Regions from separate parts of the Mus musculus genome. Here regions 2, 3, 4, 5, 6 and 7 are each linked to region 1. A link is a contact called in public HiCAR-type, HiChIP or PLAC-seq and promoter capture Hi-C data. All regions are on one chromosome and are shown on one strand. The core of a region is the stretch at or near the end of the contact, and the rest is flanking DNA. Distances in the headings are between cores, read along the strand shown.

Region 1 (3,977 bases), core at 787-3,286:
ATGTTTAGATAATTCTGTGAATTGAGTCATTTAACTCCTTGCAGGTGTGTGAATCTTGTGACCATCACCCTGGCTTTGCCCACTTAATTCTTCGCTTCATTCCTTTGGTTTATCCACCAGGGGGAAAACCCCAGCTCTTAGCTTCAAGCTGGCTCAATTCCTTTGGGCACTTTCTTTTTCTCTGAGGAAGGAGGTTGCTCTCTGCTCTGGGTGAGCAAGGCTGTACTGGAAATTGAGATGGAAGGTGGATACGGAAGCTGCTGTTCAGTGAACCATGGTTTCCTTCCCTAAACCCAGACAATTGAGCCATCACAGTCAAGGTTTTGTTGTTTCAGGTTAGGACCAGCATCTTCTTTCACAGTTCCTTCAGTGTCCCATGGAGAAGAGGAGAGGAAAATTCACAGAAGAACTTATAGGAAGGCTACAAGGAAAGAGGGAGTTGTCAGTCCCTGTGATTTCAGGGAACCCTGAAGACAAGTGGTGGGGGAGGAGGGGCTAAACACTTCAAACCAGAAAGGAAATAGAAAGCTCTTCCACTTAGTATGTCAAAACCAGCTCAGAAATGTGACAATTTGGGCAAAGCATTACGATTCCTAGCCAGTCTAGTCATGATCCTCTGGCAGACTACACAGTCAGGCTGTGATGCATTGGGATGAGAGGCACTATATAAATGTCAGATGTTACATAAATGTCAGGAGCCATTATTGTTTGTTAATGGGGGCTAAACTGTTCCTAAGCAAAGATCCAACTCCCAGCCAGCAAGCTCTTAGTTGAAGTTCTAACCAGTCAGCCATCAGAAAAGAATTAATATGCCTGATTCTACCAAGGAACCCAGGTGAGATCTGGGGTTAGACATGCGCTAGAGTGGTCCCTGATGATCAGGAGAGCTCCTAGCCTTCTGAGTCTGTCTGCCTCAGCTCAGCTGTGAAATAGAGATAATTACAACACACTCCCCGCTTTTCCTTATTCTGTCAAAGTCATATGAGGAAGAAGAAAATGGTGTGGCTTCAAGTGTTTGGCAAAGTGTGAGCTGTTGTTGGATGACAGTGGTCATTTCGAACAGGCTTTCAATGCTCCCCAAAGGGAGAGAGAGCTTCCAAAAGGAAATCTAGCCCTTGCCAGGGATGAGGAAGGTGAGAGCGGTGGCTTCTGGCCCATGCTGAAAAAGGTCAGTCCTCTTTTCCCTTTGCAGACCTGGCCCTAGATCCTGTATTCTAGCCCTGGCTCGACTGCTTCCCAGCCGGCGAGCTTGGGCCAGTAGCAGAGGCTCTGGAAGCAATGGCCAGGGCCCTTCCGGCGCTGACGCGGAGTCTAAATCCGGCTCATCATTTGGCTCTTGGCTGAGATTCGCCTTTCGCCTTTAGAGAGATTCTCTCACAGGTCAGCACATGCAAGGTGCGAGACCAGGGAAGGCTGTGTGTAGTCCTACTGAGTGTGCACAAGAAGTTATATGCCCTTGAGCGTGATGAGGAGAGGGGCGGCGAAATGGAGATACTAAGAAGCCAGCATGCAGAGAACGCTGCAATGAGGTCATGGCTGTCACAGGCAAAGGATCTGGGTATCTTCGGTGGCTGGGGTAGGGAAGTAGGAAGTGGCCTGCATTTGTAAGTGTAAATGTCTCTTTCTACCTCCTTCAGCATCCTTACCACCTCATGCACACACCCCAAACCTTACTTCTTTCTGACCCTACAGACACTTCTTGCAGAAGAGCTCGTGCCGGTGTCTCCTGCGTGGCTCTGTTTGAAACCTTCAGGATTGTTTCCAAGCTGACTCACACCACTAATGTCGGGGGGCCGTGTTACTCGGCGCTGGGCTGTGCAAGCTGTTGCTTGCGCGATCGCGGACGCCGCCGCAAGCACCCGGGTCCGCTCGAGGGGCGGGATTTGGGCGGGGCGGAGACCGGGCCCGCCCCCTCGGCGTGCGGGCCCCGCCCCTCTCTCCCTCCTTTTCCCCAACGGACCGCAATGATTTAGAAGTTCAGGAATCCCACGTGACGTCACCGGGGGGGTGATGTAATGCACTCTAAATAGAATGTATTGTAATCTTTGCTCAGTCCAACGTGGTCCCTTCACCCGGGCTCGGCTCTTGCCTTCTCCACACTTGTTTGGTAAGTTCCTAAAAATACGGCGCGGCCACTTCTGGGCCTTTTGCATTTAGCCACTTTCGCTGCACTTGCCGCGCGAGCCGACTCCGGAGCGTCCTTGTTTGCAGGGGTTGGTTCATCGCTGCAGCCGCGAGGTTACTTAGTCCAATGGGCAGGTCACAGGGCAAGGAGTAGAAAGGATGCGATGCATTTTTTCCCCCTTGATTTGTGTTTGTAAACACTTTGGCGGATCAGAAGGAAGTCCGGCCCCAATTGCTGGTGGACTGTGGAGTTGTGCTGTGTCCTGTAGTCACCCAGAGACCCCACGCCGTGTCCGTCCCGGAGCGCTTCTTGGTGATTGCTGCGCCGTGCGACTGGAGGGATGCTGAGTGGAGCCAGCGCCGTGTCCGACCCAGTGTGCGTGCGTGTATGGGAGCGCGCGTGAGTTTCCCTGACACGGGGAACAGTTATGAATCGGGGGTGTATGTTTGCCTCCAGAGCCCCGGCATGGTGTGGAACCCTTCTGAAGTGTGGTCAAGCGGCGGTGGTGGTGGCGGCGGCGGAGGCGGCAGTGGTAGCAGCAGCAGCAACAGACCAGGAACCTGGAGCCTCCTCGCATCCCGTTTCTCAGTGATGCAGCGGAACCCCGGGAGAAAGTTAGCAAACTTCCAACCGTTGCGGCAAAGTCGCCTGGTCACCTAGGGGCAGCCGAGCGAGTTCGCAGGGGGTTCTCCCTCTCCCGGGTGCCCAGCGGCCGCTGCCAGTTCTCGCGACCGGCCGCCGGCTGCAGCGGGAGGGTCGGTTGCCTTGGAGGGGGACTTGACTTTCGCTCCAGGCGCTCCAGCTCGAGAGTGCTCCGCAGCCCTCGCCTTCACTCCTGCAGCCGCCTCCCGCCTCCGTCCCCTTTGCGCTGGCACTCTTACTTCTTCCGGGCTGCTGCCCCAAATGACAGCTGGGGCCCGAGCCGCACTGCACCCAGGCGGTTCTCAGGACCGGGCGACAGAGTCTGCCTTTGAGCCAGATTCTTTATCGAACCGCTTAAACTTTTCACAAAGTTCTTAAAGGGTTGAGACAAGCAGACACCGCCCCCACTAAGCCACTTTAGAGGGACTATAGCCCGCTTTAATTTTTCATTTATTTTCTAGTCATAGATTTATTTCCAGGGAGTGTCTAGTAGAAAAAGCTCCAGCTTTCCCTGGACGAGTGCCGCCCCCACTTGATGCTGGTTCAACGCTGGGAACTAGAGTGGGCTACTTGTACATCGTTGTCAGTATCAGCAACGCTTGCTTGGTTTTTTATTTTTCCCTCTTCCTGACATGTGTCAAAGAATAAAGGCTGGCTACAGGTCCATTACGTCATTCTGCAGGCCAGTAAGTGTTTTATTAAGGGCTTCAGATATTCAAGGGTTTGGGGGCTCAGAATGCTGTCAAAGCAACTATGCCCCCATCCCCCGGGGCAATTGCGGGTTCTCTGGACACAGCTATTGCCCTCTCTTTCCCTACCCCTCTTCCTCCATCCCTCTCCCGCCCACCTCGTTATCACTCGGCCTGCCCCCGCCTTTTACAGTTTCCCCCAGGGGGAATGCTGTCCCAGGAGTGAGCTGAAGAGCTTCTGGTGCCTGAGCGAGCTCAGTACCTGATGAACGCTCAATCTGCCCTTTTCTATTATTTAAGAAAGGCACTATCCAGGCCCGTTTTTCCCACGCGAGAATGTTCAGCCTGGATAGAAAAATCCCTGGAAAGGTTTAGAAGCCTTATATGCTAATAGCTTGTGCCTGCAGTGACTTAGGAAAGCAATAAGCCACAGCTAAGAGCCCAGAGCCCCGTGAACCGAGCCTAGGAGAAGGATGAAGGACCTGACTAAATCAGGTTTAGCGGGAAAGGATCTAGATTTG
Region 2 (3,977 bases), core at 981-3,480, 470 kb after region 1:
CAGCAGTCAATCTGTGTCACTCTTGTTCTCTCTCTGACTGCGGGAGCAGCTTCCTAATGGGCTTTCCTCAGACCTAAGGCTTCACTGTTTGTCTTTGTCATTCCCATCTTGTTTTGTGGAGCCTGGATTTGATTCCAGAAGAGTTTAAACTGTTTTTCGCTTACTCTGTTCACATTTCAAGTAAGATTGAAACTGTTTAAACACCAACAGAAGGCTTATAGAAAGACTCAGGGTGACAGGAATCGGGGTGACAGGAAGCAGGGCGACAGGAAGGTCCCTTTCAGGTCACACATTGTTGTTCAGATTCATCTTCAGTAAATGACTACAGCTGGGACATCTATATAGAGTTTACTCCAAAGAAATATTTTGTAAATGCAGTGTCTTATATAGCCTGAAAATCACACATGCTTAATGTGTGGGAGTATTCCTGTGTGTGCCTCCCGCATCAGACTCCATCAGACCCCGTCATAACTTCCGGTAAAGACACACAGAAAAGTCTGCATTAAAATAGGGTTGTCTCTACTATGCAGAAGTGTGTGTGTGTGTGTGTGTGTGTGTGTGTGTGTGAGAGAGAGAGAGAGAGAGAGAGAGAGACAGAGAGACAGAGACAGAGACAGAGACAGAGACAGAGACAGGAGTGAGAGACAGAGGCGGGGGTGGGGGTGGGGGGCAGAGAGGGAGGCAGAGAGGGTTATGTAGCCCTTCAGTGGTCACCGTGAGCAGACAGCTTCTGTTTATTGAGTGCCTTCATTTTTGGTGTTCCTCGGAGTCCCATGAGCTAACACTGAACTAGGCATGTGGAGCTCACAGAACCATTTGTGCGTCTCTCTGCCATTGCAGGTTGGTTACATTTTCCTTCAGTTGAGCCTCCTGTCAATGCCTGGGTAAGGCCAGATAGCACTTAATTGCAATTAATTCTGGAGTGTCTTGGCAGGGAAGGACTAGCTGAAATGAAGAGCAAGTATATTTATGTGATGAATAATATTAGGACCCAGGGGGGTATTTAGAAGGTGGAAAAAAGGAGTGGGTTAATTTTGAACCATTTTCAATTTCCATACCAGTCATTACCCACATTAGTGGATTTATTATGTTCTTTTTCTTTCCCTAATAAGAGCCTTGTAAAACCCAGCATATCATCAAGCAACCTAATAATTACTGTATTTAGGGGCAAATGTTAGATCCTAGACAGAGACTGTTTATCACGTCCTGCTCCCTAAAGTTCAACTGAATAGCCACTTTTCTGTTTCCTCATTAATAATTATAATAAGTAAACTGCACAAAAGAGGAAGAAAGAACTCAGCAAATCAAAACATAGCAAACTGGGAAGGCCAGAGCACTAAAGCATCCTGCCATGACTCACAGACCACGTGAGCCGTTAGAATCATGATTCTTAATTTTCCTGACCAGAACTCTGAAGGGAGCAGAAACCGGCACCAAATGAATCCACTCAATTAATGAGGATGCCCAGATGGCAAAGAGGGAAATAAATAATTCCCTCAGTCTGCCCTTTGTCACCTCAACCCCCAAGTTGTAGGCCTCCTTAGGGATTTCAAAGCAAAGCTTAGTGTGACCAGGAATGTGGAGGGTTTGCTACCCTTCAGTCCTTAAAGCTCTGGGCAACAACCAGGAGGCATCTGTGAGGAAGCTGCCTGCTGGCTTTGCTCTTGAGGATGTTTTCAAACACCATAACCCACTCACCTCAGAGGGCTTGCCCCCCTCATCCTTTCCCTTCTCTTCCTTATCATCCATTTCCTTCCTTTTTATTCATTCTCTCTCTCTGGCCCCCCAGTTTCTCTTTCTCTTTGTTCTCTTTCTCTCTTTTCTCTCTCTCTCTCCCTCCCTCCCTCCTCTCTCTTAATTTAAACTTGTTTCTGTCTCTTTGGACCTCCCACACACACACACATGTTTTTCTTGCTGATTTCCCTTATATATTACACATTTAACAAACTTATCTCTTGCTTCAATTGCTGAAGGTGCCACTGACAGAGGTCTAAACAAAAGCTCAACACCCAAATAACCTATTCCTCCTGTGAGTAAACCCCTCCACTTCCCCCTTCCTATTTTTTTTTATCCCAAAGCAGAACCAGTCACCTTTTTTGTTTACAGGTTTACTGATCTCTTCCCTTCTGCTAAGATCCGGGCATTTTGAGGCGTGTTTAGACACCTCCTGTAAGTATTCCCCAAGGTGAAAGCAACCACAACTCCTCACTCTTTGTCTTTGAAAGCTTAGACCAGTTGGAAACTTTGGAACAACCACTTAGTGCCAAATCTGCCCTTGATCTTCTCTTTATAGCACATGGGGTTTACACTGCGAGCCAGATTCAGTCCCCAGGGACCTCTGCTGGGGAACACAGGAAGAATTCTCCCTTCTGCAGGGAGTGTTTTCAGGCCAGAATGCATAAACCGTTGAGAACATCTCCCGTGGAGTCTGCAGAGAGGAAGATAATCCATTACCCTGCAGGCAGTTGGCCTTGGCGGGAAGGACTGGGGCCGCCTCCAGTGACACAAAGGAGAGCTGCATTTGAAATCTCCCCAAAGCCAGGCCTACTTTCCCCCACGGGTTTTGCATTTCTCAGACAGCAATGCAAAAGGAGATAGAGAACAGAAATGCAAATCGCAACCTTTAAGAAAATATATAAACCCAAAAGATGAATAAGGGCCTTCTAGTTCCATAGATGCCAAAAGCATCCCTTTGGCTAAATGAAAAACGCATTCCCAGCTGCACCAAGTCTTCCCATATTGCCCAGATGAAGCCAGCCTCTGCAAGAGACGGCCATACTTCAAAGAGCAGCACAGAACCTCTTTATCACCACAGGATTTCACAAGAATCTAGAGAAAGGCAGAAGAAATGAGGGCAAGCTAAGGCTGCCTTAAAGAAGCCTGGTTGTAGACACTGAGCTGAGGGCCAGCATCACTGAGGGAAGCCTGGAGAGAGGCAAGCAGAACCGGCATCCAGTGCTCACATCCATCTGGGGAGAGATAGACCTCCTGTGCTTTGAAGCCCAGAGCCATCGCAGCAAAGGGGTTATAAAAATGCTTTGGAGGTTGACCTGTCCCTAAAGCACAAGGAGGCAGGATTTGGAGAATATCTGTGCAAATGGTGGGCTCCACCCGGAGCCAGGGGAAATGCTCAGTTTGAAGGAGGGAGGAGCCATCAGGGGGAAAACAGGCACGTGGTCCAAGAGGAGGAAATAGAAATGGAACACAAATGTGCAAAAATACACCTGAGGACAATGCTAAGTCAAAAAAGTCAAATCTGCAAGAAGGTCAAATTTATCACTTAGACTAAAAGGAGAAAGGGATATGAAGCACACAGGCAGAATAAAGGGAAAGTTCTCTACAGCTAAACTGTGGGATGGACCCACACAGACACACACACACACACACACACACACCGTCAGTATCATCACCATCACTATCACCTCCACCATCACCAAATCTGCCCATGCACCTCCAACACTACCACCACCAATAACACATACACAAACACGCACATATACACCATCACCGTCACCACCACCACCACACCACTACCACCACCACCACATCTACACACACACCACCAATAACAACAACAACACACACACACACTCACAGAGACTGATAGCATTTATCAGAATTAAAACAAGCTTATCCTTTGGCTCCACAGTTCCAATTCCTCTTCCTGAAAGCTACTGATAGACTTGTGCTCTATCGTGCACACAACAGCAAGCTTTTAATAAGAGAAAGCAATCTATTAAAAGCATTTACAACTAGTATGGTTTATACACATGCTTGCACAGAAATGGAAAGATGCATAATACATAGTAAATAGTGATTGTGTCTGGGGAGGGAGAGCATTAGGAGCATTTGTGTTTTACAAAGTTTGAAATATTTTAGCATATAACTGGGTCACAATGAGGTTATTGGTATTATGGTGGAAGTAAAATGCAAGAAGATGGTGATCGTGAAGACTGTCATACACAGCGCTTGTGCTT
Region 3 (3,977 bases), core at 977-3,476, 440 kb after region 1:
AAGTTAGCTTCAACTCATGATTCTCCTGCCACAATCTTCCAAGGGCTGTGATTATAGCTCTGTACCACCATGCCTAGCCTCAACAGAACTTGGCACTCCACCCTTGGTTAGGTGTTGACTGTATTGTAAGTGTTCAAAGGTAGATTTTGGCAGAGACATTTCATACTCCTCAAATACATACTTCTTCTGTCATATTAAAAGCCACATTTGCAACCAGAGCCCCATTGATGATCTCTAAGCAATGGGTGTGATCAGAAATGGTATTCACCACTTCTAGATCACAGCATTTAAAACTGGATGTGGGGTGGGTGAATGGCCAGTTCACCTTCTTCCCTGCTGTGAAAGTAGAAACCAGATGTTGGCTAGCATGAAAGCAGTGTAGATGGTGAGGTGCCACATGAAGAAGAGATACCTGAGGGGCTATATGTAAAAATCGTTTCATTAAGTCACTGAGGTCTTGATAGTATTGGTTGCTGTGATCCAACTTATCCAGCATAATCACTTTAATTTCTAGTGTGTCGTTCGGTTATCAACATGACCAGAGGTCCCCTTGAGCTGTGGCTAGTCATCCTCTTACTCTCACTAGAGACATGGATCCAATGAGGGTCCAGCCCTGGAGTGTTGCTGGATCCAGTAGTGATGGGTCAGGCCTAGAATCTCCTTGGGCAGTGCCACATGAGGATTAGCAGTTCAAAGTTGGCCTGAGCTACACTGTACAATAATGACTGTCTCCAGAAAACAAACAGAAGAAATGGAGGGAGTGTCTAAACAGCCAACAGGATTGCTTTTTGTAGGCCAGCCTGCTTTTATTCACTCACTCACAATATTTATTGAGCTTTGAGCATAAAGAAAACACAGACTTGCTGGCACTAGAGATATAGGGTTCATTGAGAGTTGGTCCATGGTCATATGGAGATGATGTTCTACTGGGATAACCACAGCACAATGTGAACAAATAAGATAAGTTCAGAGAGTGGTTAAGTGCTGCTAAGAAAATTCCCAGGGCAGCATGAGAAAAGAATGGGCAGTCTGAAAAGGTCTCCAGCGGGGAGAGATACACTGAGCCCTAATGACAGGAACCAGCCTTGGCCAGACCTGGGACAGAGCCAGGCAGGAGGAACAGCAGCTGAAAGCAAAGAAGCAACCGAATTCTTAGATGGAGGCTTTGTGTTTTCTGCTGGAGAGAGCTAGACTATCCAGAGGGAAGGGAACGGGACACAGAGAGAATGAACAGAGCCCCAGGTGAGTCTTTCAGGGCCCTCGAGTCCACAGATGGGTGTCGGGATTGGATTACAAGAGCAGAGGTAGCTATTCCATGTTCTCAGGGAGACAAGGCATCAGGTTTGATTGATGATGAATGAGTTGGAATGATGGCAACCAGCAGCCTGGGTGAGAAAGGAGGGCACAGGGTCTGAACAGAGTGATGCTGAGAGAGGAATCGGGCCAACTTATAGTGGGAATGACTGGGCAGATGTTGTGCTCTTTGCTATGGTGGTGATATCAATTACTGGTTGGATTTTTATCAACTTGATCCAAACCTAGACCTACCTGGTAACAGGGAATCTCAGTTGAGGAACTACCTCCATCAAATCAACCCATGGGCATGTCTGTGGGACATCTTGATTGATAGTCAATGTGAGGAGTGTCACCCCTGGGCAGGTGGTCCTTGGTGGTAAAGGAAAGGTGGCTCAGCCTCTAAGCTGCACTGTTCTGTAATCCCTCCATCAGATCCTGCCTCCAGGTTCCTGCTTTGAGTCCCTGCCCTGACTTCCCTCACTGATGAACTGTGCCCTGGGATTTGTAAGTTAAACAAACCCTTCCTTTCCCAACTTGCTTTTGGTCATGGTGTCCATCACAGCAACGGAAAGCACACTAAAACAAACCAGAATCTAAGATTGACAATTAGTCATATATATTAAAATGATGAAAATAAGATGGTTCCAAGGGTCAAAAGTTAAAATAATCTTTAAAAGCTTTTGAAGGTATCGACATAAAGGAATCTAGTCCTAACCTAGAGTAGAGGTATACTGTTAAGCATACATGTATCTTGAATTGTTGCACCTCACCACGTATGTGTGTGTGTGTGTACATGTGCACTTACTACTTTTTAACTCAAAATTCAAGAGTTGAAGCAGAATTCCAAAGGGAGACTACAGGGGTGAGACAGGTGGTGTGGCAGGACAAGGTTATATCCAGAGCTGTAAATCTGAGTCACATCCGTTTGCAGATGTTATTTAGAGCCACAGAAAGGAATGAGCTCACTCGGGGAGACAGCGTAAATACAGACAAGGTCCCAGGACTTTGGATCCAACATCAATCCAGAGGTCATCAAGAGGATGAACCATTCTTCCAGAATAGTGACACCTTTTCCACTCCAGAAGGCTGCCTGTGTTTAAAATGTTATCCAAGGACATAACGATTTCCCACGTGTCTTAATAATAAACGCCATGGCCCAGTGTCCTGTGAGTTTTAAGTCATCCAAGTCACCATGGAAAAGCGCCTACAGGCGATGGGAAGTGCATGTTACTGGGGGTCAGGAAAGCCTGCAAGCTATCAGACATTCTGTCTGCCGGTCACTGGTGCTATAAGGACCGTTAAGTCACAGTCGGGCTGCATCTCATGTTCGCCTCTGTACCTTGGAAGTAGAAATGCCTCCACTTGGGACACCATCAACATTAACTAGGGCACAGGTGGGGGTGCCCGGCAGAGCTGTGTCCTTTAGGAGCCACTCAACACGTGCCACTTAAGAGTAAACCCAACTAAGCATTAGGCTTCTAAGACTAAAGAAATGATGCCTAAAGGCAATGTGGAAAAATAGCAGGGTGGAGTCTGGTGGGATCCAAATAAAGTCTGTAGGGAAACGAACAGTATCCTGTCAAGGTTAATTGCTCCTTTAATTCATTTGGACAAATGTAACAGAGTCTTCCAAAAGTTCTCATGAGAGGGAACCAGACAAAGGAAGGGTGGGCGGGAACTCTGTATTTGCCCAGCAGCAAAAAAAGTGAAAGAAAATTCTGTGTCTCAGTCACATTTGCTGCGTTTAAAGTGCCTGGTGCCAGTCACCAATTGCGTGAGAACTGCTCATTTGGATAGCTTCCATCATGGCTCTGCATTCCATTGGACAGCACTGCCTACAGGATTAAACACACATAGTAACGAGGTACGATGCTGAGCACAGCATCATAGGGGACTCAGCAGCTTCAATGAAAGAATCCGGGTAAAGTACAGATTAAAAAAAAAAATCAGTCTGCTCTCCCTGACTGGCACCGCCTCTCTTTGTATGTTCTTCTGTCCATCAACATGGGACATGGTTATGACAGATGACAGATCTCCAAATCACCATTTCTTAGCTCCCTACCACAGCTGGATCTACCCTGCGCCAGCACACTTGGCCCCAATATGGAGATTGAAAGTGCATATGGTACCCAAAGACAGAGTCTGCTCGTCAACTCGCCAGCACATGGGGTTTTAAGGGTTTGATAGTGGCGGGGAACCGGTGGGAAATTGTCTTTTGAACATGTGGAGCTTTTGGCTTTATGCTAAGTTTTTATTCATGACACCCAGTTTTCAAAAGGGAAGTAACTCAGTTCAGACGATGAAGGGATTTGGAAAGCACAGCTGACTGTCCATTTCCTCTCTTCATGCCCAAGTAGGCAGCCAGTAACAGTAAATAGCATTTCTCTTGCCAGATCTCAGAGACAAAGCTTAAACATTAACCCATTTATGTCTGCCAAGTTTGTTGCTATTAATACACACTCTTTTCCTTTCTGCTACTGATAGGGAAGAAACTGAAGACAACTCCATTGCAGAGATGAAGAAGTTGCCTATATAAGAAGTTCCTTTCCTGCCAGATTAACCTTCAATATTGTCCAGAATTGCTTAGTTTTTCTTTACATTAATAGTTATTAAGAATATCTGAAGTTTGTTTGTTTGTATTTCCTTCCTTCCTTCCTTCCTTCCTCCCTCCCTCCCTCCCT
Region 4 (3,977 bases), core at 719-3,218, 410 kb after region 1:
ACATTGTTCAATCATCAGCTGCTAATAACCTAAGATTTATTATTATTATTTTTCTTAAGCCTATGGAACCAGCTCTGCTGTTCTGGTGGGCAAAAGCAAACTCACTCTTGGAGCAACAGAGAGAAAGCGAGGCCAGCGTTTCTCGGGGACTCGCAGTCTGCCAGAACAGTCAGACTCCTTGGCTGCTGACCGAGTCCCATGGAGGTGGCCAGGCTGGTGCGCTCATCTGAGTAGTTCTGATTTATATTTTCAGCAATGTCCACGGACTTGCCCATTACGGAAAGCAGATCAAACCCAAACCACAGTTGTGCCTCCTTGAAACAAGCCATTCTACTCTGCTGGTGTTTTACTATCGTGTTTCACAAATAATAGGGGCTAATGTTTCTCACTAGCAGTCTGGGCATATGCTGGTGTTTCATCTCTGCCCAAATAATTCACCTCCTAACCTATGTGTGTGTGTGTGCACATGGATGTGTGTGCCTGAGTGTGTGAGTGTGTGTGTGTGTGTGTGTGTGTGTGTGTGTGTGTGTGTTTATGAACAGTATAGGTTTTAAAAGAACAGTATTTTACAAAAGCCATCACTTTTATAAGAGTTCTGTAAAGGAAGGATGTACTTCTTCGCTCACTATAGTTTAAAAAAAATTCTATTTTAGAGGAAAAAAAAAGAAAATATGAGGGCTCTGAGCATGACTTTTATAACTAGTTTCAGTTTTATCTAATAACTTACTTTTAAAAAATCAATATTTATCAATAATTTTCATGTATGCTGTGCTTTTTGAGAGACATGTTTGGCTGTTCAGTAAAGCATAAGAGTATATGGCCTAAGAATCAAAAAGAAATGAAAAAATAAAATAAAAAGAGGGAAAAGAAAAATGAAAAGGGAAGAAAGAAGATGGAGCAAACAGAAATTTCTATTGTATTTTAGGAAAATGCATCATTTTCAAGTATTTTAAATACTGAGTTAATATTGTTATTTTTTTTTTAATTCCAGCAGTAACAAAATGGTTTAACCTAACTGGCTTGCTAAGAAACGTGTAAGTCTTAGATTTGAAAGAATTTAACATTCATAGCTCTGGATTGAAATCAAAGGTCATTTTCTGCAAAATTCCTTCCTTAGATCAGGTCAGTGCTCTGCTCCCTTCAAAATAGAAGGGGCAAGCTAGAGTGGCAGAGCTTGTGGCTTCTATCTGACACTTGCTTTGGGTAAACAGGACCTTTCCCTCCTGCCTGCATGTATAGCACTTGAAGAAATGAATTTTTTAATCCACTAGTAATATAACATCCAGGGAGTGACCCGCCACTAAAATGATGATTTTCAGTTTATGTCTCTCCCACCACTCAACTGAAGTGCTTAGCCGTTCCAGGGACAGCCTTTGCAGTTAAGAACTTGCCTGGGTTTTCTTAATTCAGAGACTCGACAGCTTGACTGATGTGCATTATTTATAGCTCAATTATGTCTGTTTTTTATGCTAAGTAGGCAAGCCACCACACACAGCAAACCTTTCTCAACATATAATTAGGATAAACTGCCTTCTTGTTATGGGCAGGCCCTTTAGGTGTGTTTGTTTGCAGTATGGATAGAGTCGGTGAGGGTGCCAGCTCGCTGTCAGTCGAGAAAAACTTCTGGGGAAATCTAATTTCTGGTTTATCCCTAGTCAAGATTCCACAGAAAGGTCCATCCTTTACCAGATCTCAGAGCCTGCCTGAAACAACCCTTGCACTGACTGCCATACACCAGCGATTCGAGGAGAGCATCTCTCTAATTCCTTTTCATCGTCTTCTCCCATCCAGTTACCAGTGTCAGCCATACAGACTTTCAGGAGTCAGTGGTAACAGCCTTCAGAGTTCCCCCGTCCAAGGAGGGAAAGAAAGTTCAAGAAACACTGCCTCTCTTACTCCTGTGTGGCTCCATTATCACAGGATCTGCTTCTGAAGTCCCTGCCAGCCTCCTGGGCACTTCTCCAGTACCTCCCTGCCTAACATGCTGAGGGCTGGAAACTTAGTGCACATCCCCACTCACTGAGAGAAAGACATGGCACATGAATGCTTCTTAGAAACACCTTTCTCAATCTACGATGCTGGGATAGGCAGACTCAAAGTCCCAGCCCCGGATGAGTGTTCGAATCTCAAAGCTAGATATGGAGTTAGCTATGATCTACTGGGTGCTGGTGACCCTCGTCATCTCTTTACCCACATGTCAATGTGTGCGAGTTGCCATATTAAAACAGCCTGTGGGTGACCGATAGTGTGTGTGCTGTTGAGGTGTGTATCATAAAGACTGGGGTGACTTGCTCAGCCAGTGCTCCGTGGAACTAATCTAATCAATAAAATGCAGTGGTTATTCCAAGAGAGGTGTCAGTGGGGAAATGTTCCGGTAACTGTTGCCTTCTAGGAAAGCAGATTATAGTGGCCTAGAGTTTGCCATTAGAATCATAAACCAGCTTCAATTTAAAAAAAAAGCCCTTAGCTGGGCTTATTTTTAAGCATCAGTAACTGCTATAAAACTAGCCTTTCAGTTAGAATAGGATGTCCTTCCTTTTGAGCAAAACCATCTAAGAAAATATATATGTATGTATGTACAGTGGGATTCAAGGACCAAAGCAAAATTTGAACAGGAATCTATTAATTTAGAATGTATAAGATATTTATTAATAAATGTTATTTTAAACATTCCATTTGAACAGTATTCTTCTGTAGGCTCTATGTGTCTTGAAAATGTTAGTCCCTAATAGCCTGCCCTAGTTTGGGTGCCATTTTTCAGGGTCTTGGGTGGCTCTTCCTGTCATTTGCTGGAAGCCCGCGCGCAGATCTTTGTGCATCTTTTGAGGCTTGTTTACTGCTCTGTGAGTTCTTAGTTAATCTACCTTCTGAGAAAGTTTTTTTTTTTTTAAATGTATTTCTTCTTTTCATTTTTTTTTTTTTCACGTGAGCTCTTTCATTTAGGAAGCAAATTCAGCTAAAGGGCATCAGTGATGGGAACCCGAGCGGCTTTGGATTTTCTTTTACCCATAAAATGCCTTCCTCCTGGCTTCTCTTCACTGCATGCCCATCTCCAAGAACACCCAGCACCACTCAGCTCGCTGGAGCTGCCTGGCCCCTCCCAAACAGCGAATGAACTGTGTGCAGCAGCTTTAAGCTTTTAAGCTCCACCCCCACCCCCACCCCCACCCCCACCCCTATCCCCATTGTATCAGAAGCAAAAGGGAAGCACCTTCCCAGGATAAACCCGTGCCTACGCGACCGCGGTGATTTAGAACCTCTTTTCTGCTTTTTAAAATAATTTATATTTTAAAGTTGCACTTTACCTCTTTGATTCCTTCTCGTTCCTATGCCCTTTTCCTTGATCTTCAGCTTGCCTGGGACCTTTACAACTGTCTGGTGAAGACTCTCGGCTGCACCCTTTCAAATGCCTTCCAGGGCATGTACGCCCAGTTTATGTGTGCACACTCATTGCTAGTCCTCACAGCCTTGTGAAGCGTGCTAAAGAATGCCAAGAAGAGCCAATACACGAAATGCTTCGTCCCCTTGATCTCTTTCTTCCTAGCATTGTTTTGAAAAATGGTTGCACCATACAATGGGGCAATGAGGTCGCAGCAAAGCCACACTTAGTTTTCTATCTCATCCCCAAACCAAAGTATCCTGAACAAGCCAGGAGACTTATCCTCTCGTGTGCCACGATGCACACTTCACTGTTTTCCTAGCCATAGTCTTGGTAAGGCTGCTGAAGTCACAGTGGCCCTGTCCTCCCATTCCCATGTCTCAAATATACAATGTTGCCTTGTAGCGAGATTAAAGACAGCGCCTCTGTTTTATCATTTCAGTCTAAGGAAGGATCAGAGAACACAGGAGCAATAAACTTACAAGTAGACATCTGATACCAAAACATATAGAACTTTTGAAATCAGCCTCGTTCGTCGTGTTGTGACAATAGAAATGTGTCCATGTGCTCAAAGTCTCTTGCTATTCCCTGTGGAATT
Region 5 (3,977 bases), core at 465-2,964, 340 kb after region 1:
CATTAAGTATTTTACTATTAAAATGAACACAAAGGATAAAATTACACAGAATTTACTAAAGGTTAAATTCTGTTGCTTAAAACAGACATTCACTGTGGCTGCAGAAATTGCTGTTAAGTTTTACAGATATTGGAAATACGCCTATCTCTGAGATGCAACTGTATACTCAATATGACATGAGTCCTGCCATTCCAACTGCTGTGTTTTCTTCCTAGAACAATTAGGATCATTCTTTGGTTCTTAGACTCTGAAAATAGGCTTAGTGAATTGCTAGCAGCAGAAGCATTGGTTCCCCAGTCTCTCGAACTAGGGTAACTACATCTCTAGGATGCTATCAGGAAAGCACATTGGCTAGTGAGCCTTTGGAACAAGAATGATAATCAAACGTAAAGACTTGATTATTTTCAAGTCTGATGAGTGAGTCTAGCTGTCCTTTAGACCAATGTGAGCTCTTTAAGATTGCAGGATCCTAGCAAAGGAGTACTTACCTCACTGGGTCGCAGTAGGTAGCAAACTCTGTCTCCTGGGAATTTTCTTGAGGAACAAGTCTGGACAGAGCCATGACTTAATGACTAGAGTTGTCTAAAACCAAGTTGTTCTAAATTCCAGTTCAGCATAAAACAAGAGTATGAGTTTGTAGGGAAAGATAAGATAAAGGGCTGTGCCACCTCCTCAGGCAAAGACAGTTTGTCACACTGTCACCAGGAATTTCCTCATGTGTTTTGTTGCAACAGATCAGTTTCACACATTTGTTGTGAGGAAATGTCTCTAGCTTTCTACAGAGCAATCAGTTCATTCATTCATTCTGTACCCCAAAAGTCTTTGTTGAGCATTTTTAAAGTTCCACTTTACACTTGGTCCATAGAAACACACAATAAAGACTTTGTGTTCCTAACGGAAGCCTTTAGGAATTCACACTCTCATAGGGGAATGAGGTACACAAATGGATGACTAAGTTTGATGTTAAGTGTGATTTCCCTTAGCCCAGTAACTCTTTCAGAAGATTTCACAGCTATATCCAGGCCCTGTGCTCTACAGTACAGTAGCTACCAGCAGCATATGGATATTTAAATTCTAAATTCACTAAAATAGATTATAATCTAAAATACAGTGCTAAATCTTAGTGCCTAGATTTTAGTATAGATAACTACTACCTGTGGCCCGTGGCTCCCATGGAATACACCACAGATAGGAACACCATAGAAACGTCTGTGCATCAGCGCTTGCTAATGGAAGCGAATTCTCCCTGATTTGCCAGGGAGAATGTACAGCTCTTCGTCCCAAAGACGGGAGGAGAAAGACCACTGACCCAAATCATCATGGCCAAACCAACTAAAGCAAGCAATTCATTAAAGCAAGCTCTTTTATTCACGTACACTGGCTGCCTCCCCGCTAAGGCAGGGTTTGAGAGTTTAGCATTAGACGTGAGAAATACTTCAAGTGTAAACACGTGTGGATATGGAAGGAGCATTTAGACTTGAGACCAGGTTATGTATGCTCTTGGCTAAACTGTTGTTCCTGATCAGGGTCTTGAAGATCGAATAGAATTCAGAAGGAGAGGCAGAATTAAATTCTTTACCTTGCTTTTTAAAACCTTGAAGTTTTACTAAGTTGGTGTAGCACTGGAATTCAGCAACCGCCCTGGAAGCTGAGCCTCTCCTACTGGCATATTCATGAACGTCTTTCTACTAAACCTCTCTTTGTGCTACAGGGAGCTTATTTGGCTCTGCTAACTTACAAGGAACAGCCTCCCTTCTAAATGGGGTTAGTGTGGATTAGTTCAGGGAACCTGAGCCAGATCTTGTTTTCATTGGATGGCTGAAGAAAGGATTTGGGTAGGGGGAAGTGTTGCGGATTATGCAAATCACCGGCTGATATGTAGGCTGGAAGCTCTTAGGGACTAAAAAGGCAGGTTTTCCCTATCCACTTACCAACTGGTCAGTGATCTAGTTCACATTTCTGGAATTTCAGGGTAGACGGCTTGGACAGATGCAGCGAAAATGTTAGTAAGCATCCATGAACATGTGATGTTTGTCCTCTGGGTTATAAAAGTCAGATCTCTTAGAATTCACCCCTGGCATGTTAAAAGCAGGTTTGTCACTAGCAGACTCTGCCAATGGCCACTTCCCTTCTCCCTGGCATTTTAGTTCAGCTGGGAATGTCTACCATTGAGATCTCAGGTCCCCTGGCAGCCTCGAGGCCTTCCATGGATTATGCTGGTCCTTGTATGAACATCACCAAATCTCAGACAGCCTTCTGAAGAAAGGTTCCAGGTTAACCCAGGAAAGATGGACTCAAAAGGAGGGGAGGGAATTTGCTAAACAGCCTATACAGTGTACAGGGAGTTCAGTGTTCAGCAGGTTTTCAGAAACTGTGTGGTATCATGAATGAAATATGTGGCAAAGCAGTTTTCCATACTTCCATTGCTAATCTCCTTTAAAAGGACTTGCTAGCATTTACTTCCTTATCTCTTCCAGTAGAAAATTCTTCAATATACATAGTCCCTGGAAAACGAAAGGGCATTAAGGGAGATGGCTTACATGTTGGAAGAAAAGGAAAAATTATCTTAACGTCCTGTTGTTATTTGAAATGCCATTTCCTCCATCTCTAAATTTTAGTTAAATGTGAATTTACTCACGTAAAAGTAGCTCAATGATAGATGCAGCCCTTCTGGCTCTTATGTTCAGCTTCTCAGCATCACGAGTTCATATGAACATCTTACCTGGTTGTGTGAGGATTTCTACATGCTTGGCAACTGAACTGGCTCCCATTTGATTAGAAGGTCTTGCCTTACTCGGAATGCTAAGGAGAGGAACACTGCTCACATGACTTTTCAGAGCCTCCCTTGGATCTTCCTGGTGGATCTTCTACAAACAGTTCCAGTTAGAGCAGTTCCAATTCTCACAAATGTGGGTGGTGTTCCCACTGTGTGTGTAAAAGTCAGTCATTCAGAACTCAAAAAACACTTTTCCTCACATGACATGTCAGGGACAGGGACTTTCCAGGGCTGCCCACAAAAGCCCGTTTATGCCACAGTGCATCAGACAGATCCCTACATGCTGATAGAAAAGCGGAGGGATGTGGGACTACAGTCCCCTTTCGACAGCCCCCAAGGACGACACTTGTTATTTGCTATGGTGGCTGCCACCTTGACTTCAGGGAGCAGAAAGGAAAGGGTTTTTCTTTGAAGAAAATTTGCTGTTTGCAACCACCCTAGACACACCCGGGGTTACACTGTATTATTTATTTATCAGATAAGATGTATTATTTCCTCATTTTTAGTTTGGGGTGCTGAGAATTGGGCCAGGATCTCAGGCTTGTAAGTCAAGCATGCTTTTTCTCTGAGCCGCACCCCAGTCCAAGACATTAAGATACCTCTATTCTTCTGAAGTAGGCATATCTTGAATTATTTCTTCTTTTATCATTGTAAGCCCCATTATGGGAACTCTACACCATTCCTTGATTTACAAAGTAGAGCTGTAATGATCATAAAACAGTAGGAATCAATGTCCCTGAGATTCGATCCTAACAAGAGCACATATCTCCTACTGCTTTAAGAAACTGACATTTTCATAGACCTTAAAAATAGCCACAGTGAGCTGTTCTCACATTCAATTGACATACTGTCACTTTCTTATGTCAGAACAATTGATTGGTTCTTTGCCGTGCAGAAAGCCGAGAGATGACGGATGGCCACAGTCTACAGAACGATTAAGTCTACCTGCTGAGAGGGCTTAGCTCATCGAAACAGTTCACTGTGCTCAAATAAGAGTAATCCTTCACCTTCTCCTCGACTCTGGCAATGCCAGTGTGGTCTAGTTAACATTTTTGTACACCCGGAGGACATATTTATAATCCCTGAGAACATAAGTCATTTCCCATCAACTCCCATATCCATATTGTGATGGGTTTGGGAATTTTCCAGCCACTATCACATACTGTTGCCTTTTCTGCCGGTGTTTTTACCATATGGGAGT
Region 6 (3,977 bases), core at 595-3,094, 300 kb after region 1:
GATGGATGGATGGATGAGTTAGTGGATGGGTGGATAGATAGATGGATGGGTGGATGGATGAGTTAGTGGATGGGTGGATAGATGGATGGGTGGATGGATGAGTTGGTGGATGGGTGAGTGGGTGAATGGATGAGTGGGTGGGTAGATAGATGGATGGGTGGGTGGATGGATGATGATGATCTCTGACTTACAGTTGTTTGTGGTGCTGGGAACATAGACTCTTCCAGCCTTCTGCTTCACTTTCAGCTCAGGACCCAATAAATCAAATGAGATACTTTACCATAACATAACTGTTAGAATAAGTAATTTTGTTCAAATATAGACTAATATAAATGTTTTAATAATTTTTATGTAAACTCAGCTAAGGTATGACTTGCAATAGTATATGAAATACAGCTATGACTTACAAAATATACTCACAAAGTTGTCATGAGTTTATCCAGATACAGCCCTGTCGTAAGTAGAGGGCTGTCCAACTATCTATCCACCTCCTGTATACCTACCTGACTTAAGGAATTGGCTAATGGCTTATATTATGAAAGTCAAGAGGCTCCAGAATCTGCTGTCCACCAGCTGGAGACCCAGGCGAGCAGGTAGTCTAACTCCTGGTAGAAATCTGAAGGCTTGAGAAAGAGAAGCATCCATGGGATTTGTCCCTTCCCAAGATCTTGAGAAAGAGAAGCATCCATGGGAGTTGTCCCTTCCCAAGATCAAGAGAAGACAAGTAATCATACAGAGACAGCACCCCCTTCCTTTGCTTGAGAACTTTGGTTTCCTTCAGACCCTCTGTTGCTTGATGAACACTCAAATGGAGAAGGCACATTGCTTTACTCAGAGGAGACTTGTCCAGCTGCCCTAGGAATAGTGTTTAGCCAGTTCTCTAGGCAGTCTCTAGCCCACCATATTGATGCTCACAACTTTCACAGGCACTGGGTGACCATCCACAGCTCAGCATAGGACCTTAATGAATGTCATCCCGGCTGCTTAGCAGGCGGGGCCGGTAGCATCTAATACATGATAGTTACAATGCTTCCATTCTCGGGTTTGAAGGATCTTTACTGTTTTCAAAATGCCAGGTTTCCAGCCAGTCCCAATGGACACTGCATTAAAAAGTTAGAGCTATTCATCTGGGAGCCTGTCTTCCAAGACTCCTCAAAATGTCATTCTGCACGATAATAAATGGCAGATACAAATAAATAACATGAAGTTAAACCTTTGTTTTATACCTGTGACTGTACATGAGAAGACATTGTCCCCTCTCCTGCTCTTTAGGACATTGCTTTCCTTCCCTGTTAGGCTTAATGTTAGGGACAACCAAGAAGAAGGGGGCTGTTGCTATTGTTCAAGGAAGTTGGAGTTCTAGAGCACCCAGTGAGAAATTCTTCACCCATTTCCCTTGACTTTTAGACAGATATATTCTTAACTGATGGATTCTTTCTCTGAAATACGCACTTGTTGATCTCTTCCAACGTCAGCTTCCTTAACTATGGGAACCACAGGAACTGATGTAAGTTTAGTGTTATAAAGCTCTTTGAGATTCTTGGTCAGTTGTTTATATTTTATACATAAAGCAGTGGAAGTTCAGAGGCGTTTAGGACTTAGCCCAAGGCCCCCAGGTGAATGAGTGGCTGGCTGAAGCAGTAGTGGCCCTGCGGGTTGTTCATACTCAAACCTACGCCACCAACAACTTAGTTCATTTTACCATTTTACTTCAGATCGACACATCCAGAGAAGGCAGCACTGGAACTTTTCTGTTCTGGGTCACAGCTTAGGGCTCTGAGGAGAGACTTGGCTCTCATCACAGGCCAGTGTAGGGGCTTCTCAGGGAGTCATTGCTTCCTGTGGGTAACATCATGTGGTATGTGCTCAAGTGAACTGCCAGTCGCTTTCAGTTTCTATTTCTAGGGCAGATTTACTCTCTGTAGCTGAAACTGACGTTTACGCTGCCTGCAACCCTACCACAAATTAAAATCAGACCCTGAATCTGTCTGGGGAAGATGTTTATTAAGCTGTAGGAAGACATCTAAAATGAGTCCAAATTACATTTTAAATGTGAAACCCCAAATTCCACATTAATTTAAGGGCAGGAATAAGACTGTCTGGAGAGTAATTTGGGTACAGTACAAGTCACCCCTCTTTGGCACAACACAAGGCCACCAGGGGAGAGAGAAAGGTGCCTCTACATGACTTTTTCTAAAGTATTTCCACCTAAAAGATTTTTTGTTTGTTGGTCTGTTTTTCTCAATGAACTTAAAAGAAAAACAAGCTTTTTTAAAAGACTTGATGTCCTTAATAGATGTAGACATTTAAATTTTTAAATTTTATTTATCCACAACTATTCTATACTTTGTTGGCTTTACTGGTTTTTGAGGCAGAATTGCACTGTGGAACCCAAGCTGGCCTCAATTGTGACCCTCTTGTCTTGGCCTCCCAGGTGCTGGGATGAGAGGTGTGTTCCACTGTGCATCACCCCTTCAAATGTATTCACAAATACGGTGACAAGAGGCTTGGGAGAAACAGCAAAGAAAAACAGGTCAAAAGTATTCAACCCTGGGGCTGATAAGACTGCTCAGTGGGTAAACGAAATGGCCACACAAGCCCTATCATCCGTGTTCGCTCTCCAGACCCCATAGTGGAAGAAAAGACTGATTCAAACAGTCACACTCGTTCATACATGTACATACATACAAGCATGCTAATGATAACTAAGAATAAAGTGAAGCCTAGCTTTCAATGTTTGACCCAGCTAATACAGTCCAATTTATCCAAAATTCAAGTCTTTTTAGGTTTCATTGTTGTTGTTTTGGAGGTTATTTTATTTTGTTTTGTTTGTCTCTCTCTCTCTCTCTCTTTTTTTGCCTTTTAGTATGTAATCTGCTTGCTGTGTTTGTATGTGTGGTGAGTGTGTTCATGCACAGAACATGGCCACTGTCTCTATCTTGCTACTTAATAACAGAAGCAGCCCTGACCCTAGGGAAGCAGCAGCCATGGCCACTTGCCTGTGTGTCCAGTCCATCCCAGGCTGAGAAGGCCTCTGAGATCCTTCCATACAAAGTGCGAAGTATATACCAAGTATCATAATTACAAACTTTATTGCTGAGATTTGATTGTTTCAGATTAGTATCAGTTCAGCTCCTGCAAAGCCAGTAGACTTTGAAGGTAGCTCTGGGAGGTTGTACAAAAGAATGACTTCCTAGAACCCCTGCCCTGCTCCAATGTCCCTTGCTTAAGACAAGGGCTAATCTGACCTGACCACACCTTCCCTAAAAGTCAGAATGCTACTTCATGTTACCATGGTCTTTAAAAAAAAAAGACAAGAAAAATCAAAAATAAAATCATGACAAGTTGTTGGAAGCACGGCTCAGGGTTAGAACAACTGCCTCACATGTGTGAGGACTTGGAGAAAGAATTTTAAAATAAAAATTATCCTTGTCACATATAAATCATAGGGGTACCACTTCGAGGAATTGAGAGACAGGATAGAATATAGTAATCTCATTAAGTCATTCAAACTATAGCTCCTACTGAGCGCCAAACTCAGTCTAGATAACTGACACACTGTGAGAGCCGAAACAGGGCAGTCTGTCCTGGCAAGTTCTCCCAGAAGATGGCAGGCACTCCAGGCATCACAATCATGCACTCAACACACATCCTTTGGTTTGTTTCTGGATTTTTTTTTCCCCACACCCCTTACCTCCAGTCTTATAAAAAATATGAGATTAACTTGTTTTACAGAATGATACTAGTAATGATCTTATTTTCTAAATCAGATTGTATCATCTTCTGCAGAGAATATAGGTTCGCATCGTCCAAGGGCCAAAGATAGTCGGAACACTCTCTCAAATGTCCTTCTAGTGATCCCTGGGACTTTGACGTCACAGCTGCACGGTCCTGTTGAAGGAGAAGCAGCAAGATTGAGCGGAATTGTAGGGTGCCCATGTTCTTAGTCTGTTGCAGAACCAGGAGGCAGCTAGCTG
Region 7 (3,977 bases), core at 593-3,092, 260 kb after region 1:
TTGGGTCAAGAAGGATTCAAGGACCAAGCCAGGGCTCACTGGGACAAGCCCTGGCAGTGGTGTTAAAGCTGCATTTCTCCTTAGTGGTCCCACCCCTCCCCTGCCCTGTGTCTGCACTCTTCCTCCTTACTACCACCACCCCACCACTACCACACCCCTTGGTGTGGCTTCAAAAGAGAAATTGCTCCAAATCTCTGCCTTCTGGTCATTGAATCTCCTTTGTGAAACCAGTTGCTCAGATGCATACCAGCTCTGCTCATTAGCATCTAGCCACGAACCCATCCCTGGAAACAATCTGAAGTGTCCTCCTGACTGTGGTTTGCATGTTCAAATCCCTTTCCATACAGAGGGCCCTGACTGAGCAAATGAGGGGATGGACTGTTCACTTCTCAACTGCTTACATAGTCGTTGCTGGGCCCACTCCCTCATCTGTGATCTGCAAATCATTTATTTTGCCCCCCTTTTTTTTCTCTTTTTATTGTGTTTGTGTTTGGTATGAGGGTGCATGCATAGACTCACATGTATGTGGATGCTAGAAATAGAAGTTGAGTGCCTCCTTCCATAGCTCGACACCTTCATTTTTGAGACATGACCTTCTCTCACTAAACGCACAACTGTTCTTTGGGCTGGACTATCCGGCCACCAAGTCCCTGAGGCCTGTCTGTCTCTGTCCCTGCAACTCTAAGGTTCTAAACACACTCCACAGTGCCAGATGTCACATGGGTGTTAGGGCCTGCACTTGGGTGATCATACTTACACATTGAGCATTTAACCCACTGAGCTCTCCCCAGCCCACTACTGTCCTTAATGTATAGCATGTGCTATAAATAAATGCAACAATGGGGGAAGAAATGGCTCACTTCAGACGAATGATAGAGTTAAGTATTGTCTTAGTTAGGGTTTCATCACTATGAAGAGATACCATGACCAAGGCAATGCTTACAAAGGAAAACATTTCATTGAGGATGGCTTACACTTTCCTAGGTTCAGTCCATCATCATCATGGTGGGAAGCATGGCAGAGACCAGGCAGACATGGTGCTAGAGGAGCCAAGAGTTCTACCTCTTGATCCAAAGGCAGCAAGGAGAAGAGTTGATGTTTCACACTGGGCGTATTCTAAACTTTTAAGATCTCAAAGCCCCACCTCCATAGTGACACACTTTCTCTAAGTGTATGTAGGAGGCCACACCTCCTAATAGTGCTTTTCCCCATGGCCAAGCATTCAAACACATGAATCTATGGTGTGTGTGTGGGGGGGGCGGGGGCAATACCTATTCAAACCACCACAAGTATCTAATTGCTTTTGTTTGTCTTATGACCATTTCTCCTGTATAATGACTCAGGCTTTTGTATTTCAAACACAGGGGTAAAATTTTTCAAAGTCGAGGTAGTAAAATTCATTTTATTCATCTTATGACCAACTGCCTGGAACCAGAAAGAAACACAATTATGGCGTGCTTGTGAACTGATTAGAGCGTTTGTTTTATTTCAAAGGCTCTGTGAGGTTGACTCTGTTTGGAGTTACAGGCAGGCAGGCAGGCAGACAGGAGATGCTTAGGCTCTGGAGGGATATACATACAGCAGTTATCATCCTTGCAAGAGAAGCCCCTGCTTGCAGCTGCTCTGGGAGCCCAGGCATCTGGGAACAATGCATATCTGCACTCAGGTTCCAGAAACACGAGAGACACTATCAAATAGACAGCTTGCCCAGAGCTGGCTGAGTGGCTGTCCCAGGAGGATGCAGCCTGGTGTTCTCAGACTCAGAGCTGATTAAAGCCAGGGGTGACCGGAAGGCCATGTTGAGTCTCCATTTTGGGGAGGGGGATCAACAAAGGGCTGACAGCTGCAACCCAACAGCCCAGGACTGCAAGGAGTGCAGCTGCCTCCTGTGGAGGGGGAAACAGCATGGAGCTAAGCTAGCTTCAAGTTCATGGTTGCTGGGGTTTTTTTTGTTTTTTGTTTTTTGTTTTTTTGTTCTTCATCGGCCCTTTTATTGGCCAGGCCTCCCCCCACCTTTGAATCTGGGCTCTAAAGATGATACATGTGTCAAGATTTACCACAGGTCTTCACATTGAGGAGATCTGCAAAATGAGAACAAATGGTTTGTTTGGTTCTTGGCCGCAGAGCCCTGACCTACTGACTCACTCCTTTCACAGACATGGATGGGAGTCGATGTTTTAAACAACCTACTCAAAAAAAGAGTGCTGGGCGGATGGGATTTTCCTGTTTATTAGGCACGCCTGAGTAAAGCCTTTGCAGGCAATTATTGAGATCTGGAAACTCCCCCTCTGCAGCTGGAACTGGTCCCCATGGCACTTCAGAAAACAGGGGTGGTGGTGGAGCTCCATGGCCAGCCTGATAGGATATTTTGAGCAAAGGGGAACAAACCAAACTTCCAACAAGGCAGTCGAGCATCCATGCTCTCCAGGAATGGATGGACAGCAGGTGTTAGGCGCAGGGTGCTCTTTCTTCACCAGGCACAGGGACTTCTTGTGTCCTCTCAGGACACCGCAATGCAGGGAAGTAGCCAGACAGCCATTGCATGCAGGGAACCAAAGCCCTTGAGTGACATTTCATTGCTAATCGGCACAGTACCTTTTGGCAGAAGGAGCTAGAGAATGAATTTTATAAACAAACAATATTTTATGACCACTTATTTTGCAATTATTTTTACTTTTTAAACTACCTCCTAATTTAAACACACGAAATCTGTTTTGATGAGAATTAGATTAAGCCTAATTAAATTTCAGCATGCATTTTACACTTCTAGTCTATGACGAGTTTAAAACACGAGAATGAAGTGCAAATACTATACGGTTCAAGATGGCAAACCAGCCGACATGCCAAGCTCCCTTCTCTGCTTCCCCTGGAAGTAAAGGCAGGTGTGGGCAGGTGTGTGTGTGTGTGTGTGTGTGTGTGTGTGTGTGTGTGTGTGTGTGTGTGTGTGTGTAATAGAATTGGGAAATGGCACTATGTCTCTAGTATTAGATCTGAAATTTTGAGACAATTCTGGAAGATTAATTAGAGCAGAAGAGAAATCATATAGGAAATTGTTACCCAAGGCACAAATGGAAGCCGGCCCATCCCCCTGGGTCATCATACTCCAATCCTTAGCATTGTAAAGGAAGGAGTTGCCTTGGGACAAAAACCCACTACAGAACTGTATGAACTCAAAATAGTTGAGATCATTGGCGTCTCCCTTCTTCAGTGCGTATTACATTTGTATCCCAATGATAATAACAAGAAGAGCCTATGCACAAAATGGCGTAGCTATTATGGCTTATAGCTTATCTACAGAAACAAAGACAGCATTCTAGAAGCATCTAGAAGAAGAAAAACAAAATTACAAGTTACCAATGAAAAATGAAAAATATAGGATTCAGAATGACCCTGAACTTCTCCACAGCCAGCAGCATTAATTTCCAGAAAACAAAGAACAATTGTCCTTGAAAACACTAAAGTAGTTATTTTGAACCTTTAATTCTTTCCCCAGCCACACTGTCATTTATTCATAAAACAGTTTTTTGAGAACTTACTACATGTTAGGTATTCTGCTATGCAAAGATGTGTACACAAAACAATGAGAACTCGTCCTCTTGGAGCCCACACTCTACTTAGGAAAGAAGATATAAACCATCATTCAAGGGAAGAGAAAATTACCAACAGGAATATGCTCTATCACCCAGCACCATCCACACAGTTGTGGAGATAAAGGGTTAATTTATTTAAAAGAGGGAACCGGGAGGAAGGAAGGAAGGAAGGGAGGGAGGGAGGGAGGGAGGAAGGAAGGGAGGAAGGAAGGAAGGAAGGAAGGGAGGAAGGAAGGAAGGAAGGAAGGAAGGAAGGAAGGAAGGAGACCAGCATACTGTGTTGAATATAGTGCTTCCTTTGAGTATAGTGCTTCCTTGCCTTACTAACATATAGAATTATTTCTCCTCCTTTTTCTCTTTCTCTTACCTGTCCTCTTCTTTCCATTC

What was found. Promoter capture Hi-C pulls out the DNA fragments that hold promoters and counts their contacts. HiCAR-type assays count read pairs that join an accessible place to other places. HiChIP or PLAC-seq counts read pairs in DNA pulled down with a chosen protein or histone mark.
Region 2: a contact with region 1 is called in an H3K27ac HiChIP or PLAC-seq map of stem cell-derived neural progenitor cells, with 6 times the contacts expected there. The contact joins the enhancer-like site here to the promoter of Creb5 in region 1. A contact is called at or near these places in 9 of 39 promoter capture datasets (HPC-7-derived erythroid cells, cranial neural crest, embryonic stem cells and 5 more), 6 of 484 Hi-C or Micro-C datasets (bone marrow-derived macrophages, embryonic fibroblasts, nephron progenitors and 1 more), 9 of 115 datasets of contacts at active chromatin or transcription factors (astrocytes, bone marrow-derived macrophages, embryonic basal ganglia and 5 more) and 2 of 9 other capture datasets (embryonic stem cells and macrophages).
Region 3: a promoter capture Hi-C map of trophoblast stem cells shows a contact between it and region 1, with 4 times the contacts expected there. The contact joins the enhancer-like site here to the promoter of Creb5 in region 1. A contact is called at or near these places in 19 of 39 promoter capture datasets (the 3T3-L1 cell line, 3T3-L1-derived adipocytes, the HPC-7 cell line and 13 more), 1 of 15 datasets of contacts at CTCF or cohesin (large pre-B cells), 44 of 484 Hi-C or Micro-C datasets (the 63-12 cell line, the AML12 cell line, B cells and 27 more), 17 of 115 datasets of contacts at active chromatin or transcription factors (astrocytes, bone marrow-derived dendritic cells, bone marrow-derived macrophages and 13 more) and 4 of 9 other capture datasets (adipose tissue, embryonic stem cells, liver and 1 more).
Region 4: a contact with region 1 is called in an H3K4me3 HiChIP or PLAC-seq map of embryonic forebrain, with 4 times the contacts expected there. The contact joins the enhancer-like site here to the promoter of Creb5 in region 1. A contact is called at or near these places in 9 of 39 promoter capture datasets (cranial neural crest, hippocampal neurons, liver and 5 more), 3 of 484 Hi-C or Micro-C datasets (bone marrow-derived macrophages and uterus), 10 of 115 datasets of contacts at active chromatin or transcription factors (craniofacial prominence, embryonic basal ganglia, embryonic forebrain and 7 more) and 4 of 9 other capture datasets (adipose tissue, embryonic stem cells, liver and 1 more).
Region 5: an H3K4me3 HiChIP or PLAC-seq map of embryonic forebrain shows a contact between it and region 1, with 4 times the contacts expected there. The contact joins the enhancer-like site here to the promoter of Creb5 in region 1. A contact is called at or near these places in 8 of 39 promoter capture datasets (cranial neural crest, embryonic stem cells, epiblast stem cells and 5 more), 3 of 484 Hi-C or Micro-C datasets (bone marrow-derived macrophages, nephron progenitors and neural progenitor cells), 15 of 115 datasets of contacts at active chromatin or transcription factors (bone marrow-derived macrophages, cardiomyocytes, craniofacial prominence and 11 more) and 5 of 9 other capture datasets (adipose tissue, embryonic stem cells, liver and 2 more).
Region 6: a contact with region 1 is called in an H3K27ac HiChIP or PLAC-seq map of bone marrow-derived dendritic cells, with 7 times the contacts expected there. The contact joins the enhancer-like site here to the promoter of Creb5 in region 1. A contact is called at or near these places in 10 of 39 promoter capture datasets (the SN4741 cell line, cranial neural crest, hematopoietic stem and progenitor cells and 7 more), 7 of 484 Hi-C or Micro-C datasets (bone marrow-derived macrophages, brown adipocytes, cortical neurons and 4 more), 9 of 115 datasets of contacts at active chromatin or transcription factors (astrocytes, bone marrow-derived dendritic cells, bone marrow-derived macrophages and 5 more) and 3 of 9 other capture datasets (adipose tissue, embryonic stem cells and pancreatic islet).
Region 7: a contact with region 1 is called in a HiCAR-type map of fibro-adipogenic progenitors, with 4 times the contacts expected there. The contact joins the enhancer-like site here to the promoter of Creb5 in region 1. A contact is called at or near these places in 5 of 39 promoter capture datasets (cranial neural crest, hippocampal neurons, macrophages and 2 more), 4 of 484 Hi-C or Micro-C datasets (bone marrow-derived macrophages and uterus) and 6 of 115 datasets of contacts at active chromatin or transcription factors (bone marrow-derived macrophages, craniofacial prominence, embryonic forebrain and 3 more).

Annotation. Positions count from the first base shown.
Region 1 is chr6:53,285,267-53,289,243 of GRCm38.p6, forward strand. It overlaps Creb5 (cAMP responsive element binding protein 5), which reads left to right and starts at 2,037. Exons shown (of 11, transcript NM_001327821.1): 1 at 2,037-2,107.
Region 2 is chr6:53,758,476-53,762,452 of GRCm38.p6, forward strand. No RefSeq gene overlaps it. Among named protein-coding and RNA genes, the nearest start is that of Tril, 60 kb to the right of the region's middle. Within about 2 kb of position 2,231, at least 54 of the 459 cell types and tissues checked have an H3K27ac peak or open chromatin away from gene starts, as enhancers often do. A contact at or near this core is called in bone marrow-derived macrophages, macrophages, stem cell-derived neural progenitor cells and 1 more, where this site is marked.
Region 3 is chr6:53,727,590-53,731,566 of GRCm38.p6, forward strand. No RefSeq gene overlaps it. Among named protein-coding and RNA genes, the nearest start is that of Tril, 91 kb to the right of the region's middle. Within about 2 kb of position 2,227, at least 10 of the 459 cell types and tissues checked have an H3K27ac peak or open chromatin away from gene starts, as enhancers often do. A contact at or near this core is called in trophoblast stem cells, where this site is marked.
Region 4 is chr6:53,695,178-53,699,154 of GRCm38.p6, forward strand. It overlaps Creb5 (cAMP responsive element binding protein 5), which reads left to right. Exons shown (of 11, transcript NM_001327821.1): 11 at 1-3,977. Among named protein-coding and RNA genes, the nearest start is that of Gm33392, 100 kb to the left of the region's middle. Within about 2 kb of position 1,969, at least 28 of the 459 cell types and tissues checked have an H3K27ac peak or open chromatin away from gene starts, as enhancers often do. A contact at or near this core is called in craniofacial prominence and embryonic forebrain, where this site is marked.
Region 5 is chr6:53,623,282-53,627,258 of GRCm38.p6, forward strand. The region is part of intron 7 of Creb5 (cAMP responsive element binding protein 5); the gene reads left to right. Among named protein-coding and RNA genes, the nearest start is that of Gm33392, 32 kb to the left of the region's middle. Within about 2 kb of position 1,715, at least 38 of the 459 cell types and tissues checked have an H3K27ac peak or open chromatin away from gene starts, as enhancers often do. A contact at or near this core is called in craniofacial prominence, embryonic basal ganglia, embryonic forebrain and 4 more, where this site is marked.
Region 6 is chr6:53,588,112-53,592,088 of GRCm38.p6, forward strand. The region is part of intron 5 of Creb5 (cAMP responsive element binding protein 5); the gene reads left to right. Gm33392 (a long non-coding RNA gene) reads right to left here. Exons shown (of 5, transcript XR_377683.2): 3 at 3,695-3,891. Among named protein-coding and RNA genes, the nearest start is that of Gm33392, 2.8 kb to the right of the region's middle. Within about 2 kb of position 1,845, at least 135 of the 459 cell types and tissues checked have an H3K27ac peak or open chromatin away from gene starts, as enhancers often do. A contact at or near this core is called in adipose tissue, bone marrow-derived dendritic cells, bone marrow-derived macrophages and 5 more, where this site is marked.
Region 7 is chr6:53,543,954-53,547,930 of GRCm38.p6, forward strand. All of the region lies in intron 5 of Creb5 (cAMP responsive element binding protein 5), which reads left to right. Among named protein-coding and RNA genes, the nearest start is that of Gm33392, 47 kb to the right of the region's middle. Within about 2 kb of position 1,843, at least 36 of the 459 cell types and tissues checked have an H3K27ac peak or open chromatin away from gene starts, as enhancers often do. A contact at or near this core is called in craniofacial prominence, embryonic forebrain, fibro-adipogenic progenitors and 1 more, where this site is marked.